Linked DNA regions of Hordeum vulgare: region 2 is linked to region 1. A link is a contact called in public Hi-C data. All regions are on one chromosome and are shown on one strand. Each heading gives the region's core, a stretch centred on a gene start, on an enhancer-like site or on the middle of the called end of the contact. The rest is flanking DNA. Distances are from core to core; before and after follow the strand shown. Region 1 holds the start of LOC123448710. Region 2 holds the start of LOC123448711 (serine/threonine-protein kinase AtPK2/AtPK19-like).

Region 1 (5,186 bases), core at 861-3,360:
GTATGCTTCCTCCCAATCACCATACAACATCTTGAATGCGGCTTGCTTTGCTTTCCATGCCTTACCATATTTCACCTCGTAGTGAAAGAGGGCTTTCACAAGGTCTTGTACGCTTTTTATGCTCATTGTAGGAAGAGAGGAGATGGAGTTGGAAAGCCTATAAGCGATGAACTCGGAGGTTAGTTGTCTATGGCTTTGCGACGATAGGGCACCATCAACCCTCTTGCCTTGACACATGTGAGGCATACAACTGACAATGTTCCATCCTGGCCCTCCTTTCCATGGTCTTGCACAGACAATCCAAGGACAACCTCTATCCTCACAAGCAACCGTGTAACGCAGCTTCATGTTTGAATGAACAACTTTGTGTGGCCTGTAATGCGTAACAGAATATTCATCCAACCACATCTTCAGTTCAAAGAATGTTTCGAACTTTGACCCCGGCAAAATAATATTCTTCCCATGTGTGTCCCGATGAGAAGGTGGCCTAACTCCAAACAATATGCCTTCGCCTCCGTCAACCACGGCTTCATCCGCAATGCTAAGATCCTCGAACAATGGTGTCCGGTGATCACGCTTTAATACCTTCGTGAAAGCTTCAGCCTCCTTTGCCGTGAACCCTTCCTCATCAACTTCTTCATCGGGACCCTCATCGTCAGACTCAGAGGCATACCCACGTGAGTACGGAATGGAATGGTCCATTGTCTCTTGCAAATTATATTTGTCCAAATCACCAAGATTGTTGTCATGAAGAACATTACCATCATCATAGTGCTCATAATTAGCCTCTACCAATGGTTCATGTTCAATGTTGACCTCTTCGTTAGCCTCATAAACACAAGAAAGAGGTTCAATACTGGCCTCTTCGTTGATGGTTGCAGGAATAGCTTCAACAATCGAAGAGGAAACCCGGTTCAAATCCAACAAGTTAGGAACATTTGTTTTCATGGCAAATAACTCTAGAGCCTTGTCTAGTGATTCTGCCACCGTATCCTTGTATGCAAGCCAACGTTGCTCGGAGTTGACACGCATGGTCTTCCAACGAATGTGCATTCCGAATCCCACATTATGCCTACCAGCAAACTCAACTACATCACTAGGGTCCATCCAATTCAAATCCTTTCGAACTTGTTCCAACAATTCAGCATAGCTAGGACACAAATCGAACACCATGTCAAGCTCATCCGGGTCCGGACCAATATTGCCTTTTAAAAAGGCATCCTTGTCCACGTGATGAACATAAACACATGTTCTTCTCATACCTAAACAACAAAACATAGAACCTTTTTATGAGCAATCATACAATTACAATAACCATAGCCTAACTTCCAAATAACCCTAACCCCCTCATAACCCTAACACAACCAAACATCCCTAACCCTAGCATAACCATAGCCTAACCCTAGCCTAACCCTAAAACAACCATAATGCACACATCCAAACAACCCTAATCCTAACCCCATCATACCCCTTATCCTAACATACAAACAATAAAACAATATGATATACATCCCACATTTCATGAAAAACTAGGGTTTCCTCAAATTTGCAAAAAAAAGAACACAAAAGATATTCCTTTGGATGAGAATGAGGGAAGAGGTGGGGATTACCTTAGGGGAGTGATTGGACAACAAATGCCCGCTCCAAACCTTCAGATTTGGTGATGTAGAGAAGGATTTGAGGGAGGGGGCAATGGCTGGGAGAGGGGCTGGGGGAGGGGAATGAGGGAGGGGGTGGGGAAGGGGGTGGGGAGGGGGCTGGCCCGTGGCTCTGTAAGTCAGTGTGTGGCGCCTAAGGGTCAGGCGCCACACATTACAATGTGTGACGCCCGAGGCTTAGGCGTCACACTGCCTGGGGGTGGGGCCCTCCCTGCCACGTGGTCGGGGGTGTGACGCCTAACCTCTAGGCGTCACACAGTACAGTGTGGCGCCTAGGTGTCGGGCGCCACACAAAAGGGTCAGGCCGGTGAATTATTTCTTCCAAGGAGTCAATCCGTGAGTTCTTTCGTCCCAGGGGTCATTTTTGTCAATTTTTCCTACCGGGCCTGACTGGTTCCAAACGCAATCCCATTGTCTCATCCGATCGTCTCCGAGTTCGAACTCCCCACTTCCTGACCCTCCAACGATGTGCTCCTGCGCGCCCCTCCCCCACCCACCCTGCAAACCCGCGCCAGCGCCACATCCAAACCTAAACCCAAAGCTCAGCGCCGCCTCCGCGCACGGACCAACACTGCTCCGCTGCGCCCTCGTCGCGCGCGCGGCCGCAAGGGACGATCCGCCGCCGGCGCCGTCCAGCTTCGACTTCCTGGCGCTGAAGCGGGAGCTCGAGGAGCAGGAGGAGGCGGTGGTCTCTGTGGATGTGACGGGGGGAGGAGGAGACGAGGTTGTTAACGAGGAAGATGACGAGAGGGAGCCGAAGAGGATTGGTAGCAGCGGGAGGAGGACGGGGAGGCAAATGGCGAGGCGGTCGGGGCTGCTAGCGAAGCAGGTGATCAGCGTCAGCTCAGCGCGGAGCCTCGGGTTCGTGTCTCAGCTGTGGGTCGACGCCTCGTCGGTACGGGCTCCTCCTCCCTGCACCTGTTTTCGTTTGGCCAAGCCATCTGATGTGACTTGGCCAGTTCACGAGTGGCGATTGCAAATTACGGTTCACATCCTCGTGGTGGTCTGTTAATTTAGTTGTTCCCGCATCTTACATGAAGGGCACGATCTACCATCATGACGCAATGCCTTACCGTGTTATCTGTCATCACGAGTTCACGACCACGAGACCAAATGTATGCTGTTGTTCTATCTGGGCTTAAGTCATATCTGTGATATGTTTAGTGTAATGTGTAATGTGTTAATGTTCTAGCGTGATTGGCAGATGTGGGTGTGATTTCCTCTTCTTCTATTGGCACACATTTCCTAGCTGCCAACGGGGCCTTTCCTCCATGAAGTTTGGATTCCGCTGTCGTATATCAGATCAATTAGCTGTGGGTGCTTTCCCATAATGCGTAAACTGTGACATACAGAGGGTCAGCTACATCCTTGCTTAGGCGATACTGAATACTTTAAAGGGTCATTTAGCATTATGACTAACGAGCACTAAAATAATTCATTAGGAAACATGGGCATTCACCCACTTATGGTTTGAGCACCAAATCATCATGAAGTTTCGAAAGTATTTGATGATGTTAGCCTCTAGAGTGCGTTTGAAGTTTCAACTTCCAATTAAAAGAAACAAAAACAACAAGTTTGTTGTGAAAAGTAGTATTTGTCTTCTTTTCATTTATCACTTGTCAGATTCTTCTCATTTCTGTTACTCCTAAATTTTGTACATAGGTGTAGTGAATTGAGAAGTACACTGGTTTTTCTTCCTGATGATTTAGTGCCTGAACTGAAAGGCAAGTGCATGTGATATGATTGATGATATGTTGCTATGAATATAAATGAATGGATGAATACATATATTATTCAAATAATGTATGTCTTGGCGCAAGTTCTGATGTGGTTTTCAAATCTCCCTGTGGCCAGCCGCACTAGGGGGGAGGGGGACTGGAGGGTGATAGGCTGTGCTTGACCGACTATGCTAGGTGAGGGGGAGGCAAGAAATGGATAACACCTGTTGTGAAAGCGGCTACGAAGATGGGCTTTGTGTTCAGATTTTAGCCTAGGGTGTCAGACAAAGCTTCACCATTCATCTTCTCTTGTAGTCCCTTTTTCTACTAGAATTCACAACCCAACTAAGCTCGGTTAATCTAAGATTCACGCGTACACATATGTTTTTGATTTATTAAAGGAAATTTCCCAGCTTATCATAGCAACCGGAAAACATTTTTTTTTTTTTTTTTGCAATTGACTTCTTAAGGCCCACTGAACCAGGAGTGTTCCTGGTGCCAACCTATCCGTACGTGAAAAATGAAGATGGATTAAAAATAGAATGCATCCTCTTCATCTTGGACAGGGGTGTGTGGAAGCTTGCTGTCCATGTGCCAGAACCATGAGTTGTCGCGAGATCTTATGGGTTTCACCTCTAGACTACCCCAACTTGTTTGGGACTAAAGGCTTTGTTATTGTTGTTTGTTGTTGCATCCTCTTCATCTTCCTCAGCCAGCGAAGCTCAGCCTACTTGTCATCAGTATCAATCATCAATATTACCTGTATTTTCTGGCAATATCCTTGCCATGAAAACATCGATACTTCCAGCAACCAGTGTACCCTTATCGGATACCGTATCCGATACTGATTCTTTCCCGATACGTCCCAGATACCTCTCAGGCTCTACTAGTGCCGGTGGTGGGCGCCTTTCCCCGGTGCTCCTGCTCCCTCCTGTAGAATTCTATCTTACGGAAGGTTGCTGATTTCCTCCTCCCTTTCCCTCTAACTGAAATTTTACATGAACTTGTTGGCTGTTGGTTCTTGCTTTTGTTGAAATCATGGATAAGAAGATAGAAGATAATGGACTGCACTGATAGAAGATAATGGACTGCACTGACTAAATATATGCTAAATGGCTTTATGCTTATTGATACCATATCTTTTTTATTGTTTAAAAAAGTAGTCAAGTGGATCCCCGTATTGGCACTTTTCAGAATTGCCGTATTTACATATCCATATCGGTGCAATCTAGATCCTCGCTGATGAATCCAAATAGCCCTTGCTTTATGATTTGCACCTTCATTAAAGAAATAGCCCACAAGTAACTGAAGTAACTTCCCGAATATATTATTTGGTGTTGGCAAATATGAGTTAAGGTCACATTATTGCTCCGAGTATAAACAACCTGTAATAACGCTGCAATGAGGACATGCCTGACCTTGTGGGTTCTACCCTAGTTTACAGTCATAGATCAAAGCTGGTATTGGATCTAGTTTACTATCATAGACCATGCTCCACCTTCCTCTTTTTTCTTTTGGAGAAATCCTCTTATGTTTTGATACGAACCTTTCCCTTCTTAGGATTTGTATGTTTAAACCAAACATTTTCCTAGTAGCAAAAATACTGTAGTCAATTGCCACAGTTGAACAATCTTTTATTCCGAGTTATCCATTATCATATGGTAGCAAAACACATGTGCTTTGCCACAGATGGAAATATATAACTGATCATGTTAAGTTATTGCCGTCGTCACAGTTTCCTCTACGCTGTCGTAGCCATCTGAGTTACTCTCGGAGCAGCTTAGATCTTTACATTGTGCTCCGCATCATG
Region 2 (5,339 bases), core at 1,880-4,379, 170 kb before region 1:
GTGCAATAGTAAGGGCAAATTAGCAACAAGGCATTCAGATTTACTTCTAACTAACAAAGGAATCAGCCGTCAGTCATATCTCCGAGAAGAGACATCCAGGGATCAGGCTTCACTACAAGCATTAAGGTCTCTGATTTTATTTCTCTAGGACCGAAGTAACTTATCTTACCATATTTTTAGTTTGATCACAAACTCAAACTGGGTTGACACTGAAAACAAGCAAAGGGCCGATTGCACAATGTACTCAAGGTGAACGTAGCGAACTTACCCCTTTCAGCAAAGAGTGAACCTCACTAGACAAATAAGTCGGAAGCTTCATCTTCTCCTTCACTATCTTCTGCTGAATCTTGTCCCTGTTTCCACCAAAAAATGGGGGCTGCAACATATAGACAAATAATGAGTGTGCAAAGAAAAATATATAAAGCGGGTAATTCATCTAAAATGCAGATATTTCTAGTCAGAAGATTCCTCTCAAACAACTCACCTTGCCTGTAAGCATTTCAAAAAGAAGGATCCCCACACTCCACCAGTCTGCGGCCTTATCATGACCTCTGCCCTGAACAATTTCTGGGGCCATATACTCCACAGTGCCGCACATTGAATTTGATCTAGTGTTCTCATCAAACTCCTTTGCCAGGCCAAAATCAGTTAGCATGGCCTAAAATGGAAGACTCAAGTCAATAAATTTCCCCTCTGGCGGTCATAACGTGAAGACAAGAAAAAAGTGAAATATGAAGACACATTAAAGGATCTTACATGGCCATGAGCATCCAATAAGATGTTCTCAGGCTTCAGATCTCTATGCATAATCCCATTGGCATGAAGGTGGGCTACAGCAGATACAATCTCAGCAGTATAGAGGCGTGCAAGCTCCTCCCTACCAGACAAGTAGAAGCTTAATTAAAAGGTTGTCAAATCTAGATAAGTGTAAAGACAGGACTACAGAATTAAATTACCTAAACAAGCCTTGTTGGTAAAGCTGGAAGAAGAGGTGCCCCCCATTTACAAAGTCCAAGACTAGATAAAGTCGGTACTTAGTCTGCAAGTAAGTTTTGGTTTTAGTACTGGCAGATGCATAACACTAGGAGAATATATCCACGCTTGAAAACACAGTGCACACACAGAAAATGGTAACGACCTACCTGAAAGGAGTACCTCAGCTGCACCACAAAAGGATGATCAACTTTTGTCAGTATATCTCTCTCTGCTTTCATGTACTCAGCATGGTTCTTCTCCAAAATCTTGTCTTTCCTCATGACTTTCATTGCATATATTTCTGAAGTACATTTCCTTCTCACCTGATAGACTTTGCCAAATGCTCCTTGGCCAACAAGCTTTAAGAGTTCAAAGTCGTCGAGTCCAACAGCCTCATTCTCCTTTGTTGTATTATTGAGCTCTTCATCATTAAGACCCCCCTGCTCACTTTTCTTTTCTTTAGAAAGACACTCTAGCAGATCTAATGAGCTCTCTGACTCATGTAGAGTAAGCTTACTAAGTGGCAAGGATTGGCTAACAAGTGAAGTTGGGCCAACAAGAGAATGAGATCGCTTGGTAATGACTACAGGGTCGTTGTAAACCTCCTCATTCGACTCGGCCAAAGGTGCAGGGCTGCCTGGAGTGAGGATGCTTACTTCTGTGGGGGTATGGACCGCCGTAGCACCAAAAACATCGTTAAAATCGAACTCAACATTTTCAGGAAGGACAACATCAGGAGGCCCTTTTGGCAGAAGTATCATCCCTGTAAAGAGCTTGGGGCGTTGTGTGTGGGCTGTTGTAACAGAAGGCATCTCTGAGGAAACCATCTTCAGGAACCAAGATTCAACAATCTATAATCTTGATTTCAGCTAACAGTAGCTGTGCCACTTCCCTCTACCAATTCTATGGGGCAGCTCTGTCTAAGGGAGGCTCCTTCCACAAATACCCAAGACAACGGAAGATGCAGGGCTGCGAACAATGGCCTTGAACAAGTGGAAGTTCACAGAGACAACAGGAAATCCCAGGAATCCCGGGCGAAGGCAGGGTGGGAAGCTTCCGTTGTTTCCCGATGAACAGGAAACTCTGGATGCCACTGTTCTTCCTGAATACATGAGATCAACTTGTCTATGGGCTGCACGCAGAAGGATATTATAGTTAATTCAACAATTTCACAAATAAGGAAGCTTGTGCTAAGAAGAACACTGGGATTATTCGGAGTATAAAACCATGTGCTGATCTGCAAACTGCTTCGGTAGGGCACCGTGTTATCTTTATCAGAGACAAAACGTAAAGGCAGTAAAGTGTGTTCTAAAAGTAATTTGCTACTGACGTAAAGAAATTAGTTTTCCAATCAGAGGAACAACAGCATTCCAAATTTAGCACCAAAAGTCATGAGACCCACACAACCACAGGATACCTCTGTACCTCGAAATAACCCCGATGGGAGAAACATCCATCCTATGCCCGATCTAGTGCCTATCCAAACACGAAGCCTAACTAAAATTGACGTTCCTATCTGCCAAGAATGGGAACGCATGTTAAAATAAAGCTAAACAAAAAAGAAGGGGAAGCAAACTTATTGGAGAGATCGCAATTTTACTGCGCAGCAACGCGTATCCACGAAACCTCTCGCGGCTTACACCGAAATTTAACCCTACAAAACCATACTTTTTTGTACATAATATGCCACCGAATTACACTCACAAGGACACAATTACCATGGGAGGTCAAGGCATCGGCTAAATCCCAAATCGGCCACTTGCCCCTGCCCCCTATGAGCGCCACAGATCCAAAGAAGGGAATCCTGCGCAGATCTAACAGACCCACGAATCCGCGCCCAGGCACCAACGCAATTGTACGCCGCGAAACCCGCGGCGCTCACCGGTCCGACGAGCAATCACAAAAACCATAACTGCACCCGAAATAATCGGAAAAGGACGCGTAAAAGAAGCGTGCGCGAGAAGGGACCTGGCAAACCAGGAGAAAAGTAAGGAAACGGAGGAAGGGAGAGCTGGAGAGACCGCGACGACGAACCTTTGCGGAGGGTGAGGGGGAGCGGCTGGAAGCGGCGGCGAGTGCACGGCGATCCCCTGCGGCGGGGCGGCGAGGGGGCTCCTGTTATAGAATAGGCGCGTGGGGTGCGGGGGCTCCGGTAACTGCAAGGGGACGCGTGGCGGGCTCGCGTTGGTGGACTCGAGGGGGGCTCGCGATGCGAGTTGGCTTGTGGCGAATATGCCGCGCCGCCGAGATGGGCCGCCAGTTGGACCACCTGGGCCACACTTGTCATACTCACGAGGGGGAAAGGAAGAGGCACGCGGGCATTCTGATTCTGGTGCTTGTCAATCCGCTCTCCTCGCGCAAAACGGGATGGGTTCTCTTGGTTTGGCGCCAAGGTCGCTTCTAGTTTTTGGTTTGGTTTCCCTCCTGCGAAAGGGATAGAGATAGAGCTCTGCCGTGTGCATTAGGATAAGCCGAGTCAAAGTTTCTTTTTTCTGCGGATCATGCCAAAGGGAGTATGTTAGAGAGGTTCTATAAAGAATCTTGTTTTTCACGTCTTATCTCTATTTTTAAAAGGAAATGCCATAATGGCCTATTTTATTGTTGAGAAATTATATAGAGAATCGCCGCACTACATCTCTTTCATGTAGCGGCTCGCGTAGCCTCATGTGCATGCAAAAATCTTCCACCTCATGCTTACATCATTGCATTATATGTCTTTTTAAATTTTAAAAATGGTTTATCTCACAGACTAGTAATTTGATCCGAGATTTGCTTTTACCGTTAGGTTCGTCTCGACGAGGCCTTCAAAATAAGATCTCATATTGACATGTTTCGTTGAAAAAAAATTCATCGTTCCTAGTTGCCACATTTATGTCGTTATAGTTGTCATCTTACGGGTGTATAGTTGTCATAAAAAGTATACATAGTTATCAGGACAATACTTTTTACGCATTGCAATGTTATGTGAAGCTAAAAGTGGGTATTAAAACACTAACAATAAGCAAGTAAATGCATGAATCAGCATAAGTACAATCAATTAAGTTTTTTGTGGGATATATCAACATTCATAAGCCTGATAACCAAGTTGATTTAATGTGAGAACTATATAACAAATAATGTGACAAGTAAGTGATAATAATCTAGCAAGTACCGACGAAAACAAAAGTTATCAAAACATGTCGACATGAGATCTAGTTTTGAATATCTCGTCGTGAAAAAGTCAGTAGTGGTGAAAGCGGATCATTAATTGAGATAACGGTTTGGAAGATAAAAAATGCAAAATCAAAAGAATATTTAATAATACCATACTTGTGTAATGTTGTATGCATGCAAGGAATGGATGGAAGCTAGCCCCCGCACGGAAGGACTAAAATGCGATGCCGCTCCCTAATGAAGTATTTTATTGTTTAACGCAAATGTTCACGTCGTTCATGAGAAACTCGGAAATAAAAGAGGAAGAACCATATCTACCCAATTACATGAAAACTCGGAAATAAAAGAGGAAGAACCATATCTACCCAATTACATGAAATATCATTCCTTTTGCCACCGCACGAGACGTTTGCTTCCCGTAAAAAGTGCATGAATTGGACATCTCCTAACAATCCGCTATAGTGTTAAAAAAACATGCTATAACACTAAGCTCAATTAAGGTCTTCAATTAAAATTGGATCATTCGATTTTGATCAGGTCAGCTATTTCTTAAGGAGGTTGAATTGGGTCACCCGATTTTAATCAAATCAACAATTTTTCGAGGAGATGGAACTAGGTCACTCATGGATCTATGTAATACTTATGCTTCATAAGTTTGGAGGCCGCTTAATCGGATGAGGTCTTCAATTTAAAACACGGCCACTTGATTTTGACTAGGTTAATAATTTCTTAATGAGCCCTCCTGGAGGGAAGTTTCCCCAGCAGAATCGCTCTACCGGAGAGCAAAAGGGCTCATGCCGAGATTTCTACCTTGAGACGGTGGCACTTCGTCCCAAAAGTATCCTCATTTTTTCTAGGTCGAAACCCTTGATATAGCAGAAGAGGGGCACCGGAGGCAGCCTGTGGGTCTCCCAAGGCATTAGGACGCGCCCTGGGGAGTGGGCGCACCCTGTTTCCTTGGGAGCAATAGGTGCCCCCTACGGTGGGTCTTCATTCCAATAATTCTTATATATTATATAAAAAATATACACGAAGTTTGAGGTCATTTGGAATCTAGAAAATTCCCAACTTTTGCCACGACTTCCACATCCACAATTCCAGTTTCCGACAATTTCCCTTTTTGTGTAGATCTTGCAATTTAAGAGAGAAAATGCATTATAATTGTATCATAAAGTAGAATAATGACCAAGAAAAAGTAAATCATGATGCAA

The links. A called contact is a pair of places that touch in the nucleus more often than the background predicts.
Region 2: a Hi-C map of seedling shows a contact between it and region 1, with 4 times the contacts expected there. The contact joins the promoter of LOC123448711 here to the promoter of LOC123448710 in region 1. A contact is called at or near these places in 3 of 6 Hi-C or Micro-C datasets (leaf and seedling) and 1 of 1 datasets of contacts at active chromatin or transcription factors (embryo).

Annotation. Positions count from the first base shown.
Region 1 is chr4H:396,409,682-396,414,867 of MorexV3_pseudomolecules_assembly, reverse strand. It overlaps LOC123448710, which reads left to right and starts at 2,110. Exons shown (of 7, transcript XM_045125685.1): 1 at 2,110-2,553; 2 at 2,699-2,773. The coding sequence starts at 2,125.
Region 2 is chr4H:396,581,705-396,587,043 of MorexV3_pseudomolecules_assembly, reverse strand. It overlaps LOC123448711 (serine/threonine-protein kinase AtPK2/AtPK19-like), which reads right to left and starts at 3,129. Exons shown (of 7, transcript XM_045125686.1): 1 at 3,010-3,129; 2 at 1,143-2,107; 3 at 957-1,039; 4 at 757-877; 5 at 485-658; 6 at 269-376. The coding sequence starts at 1,802.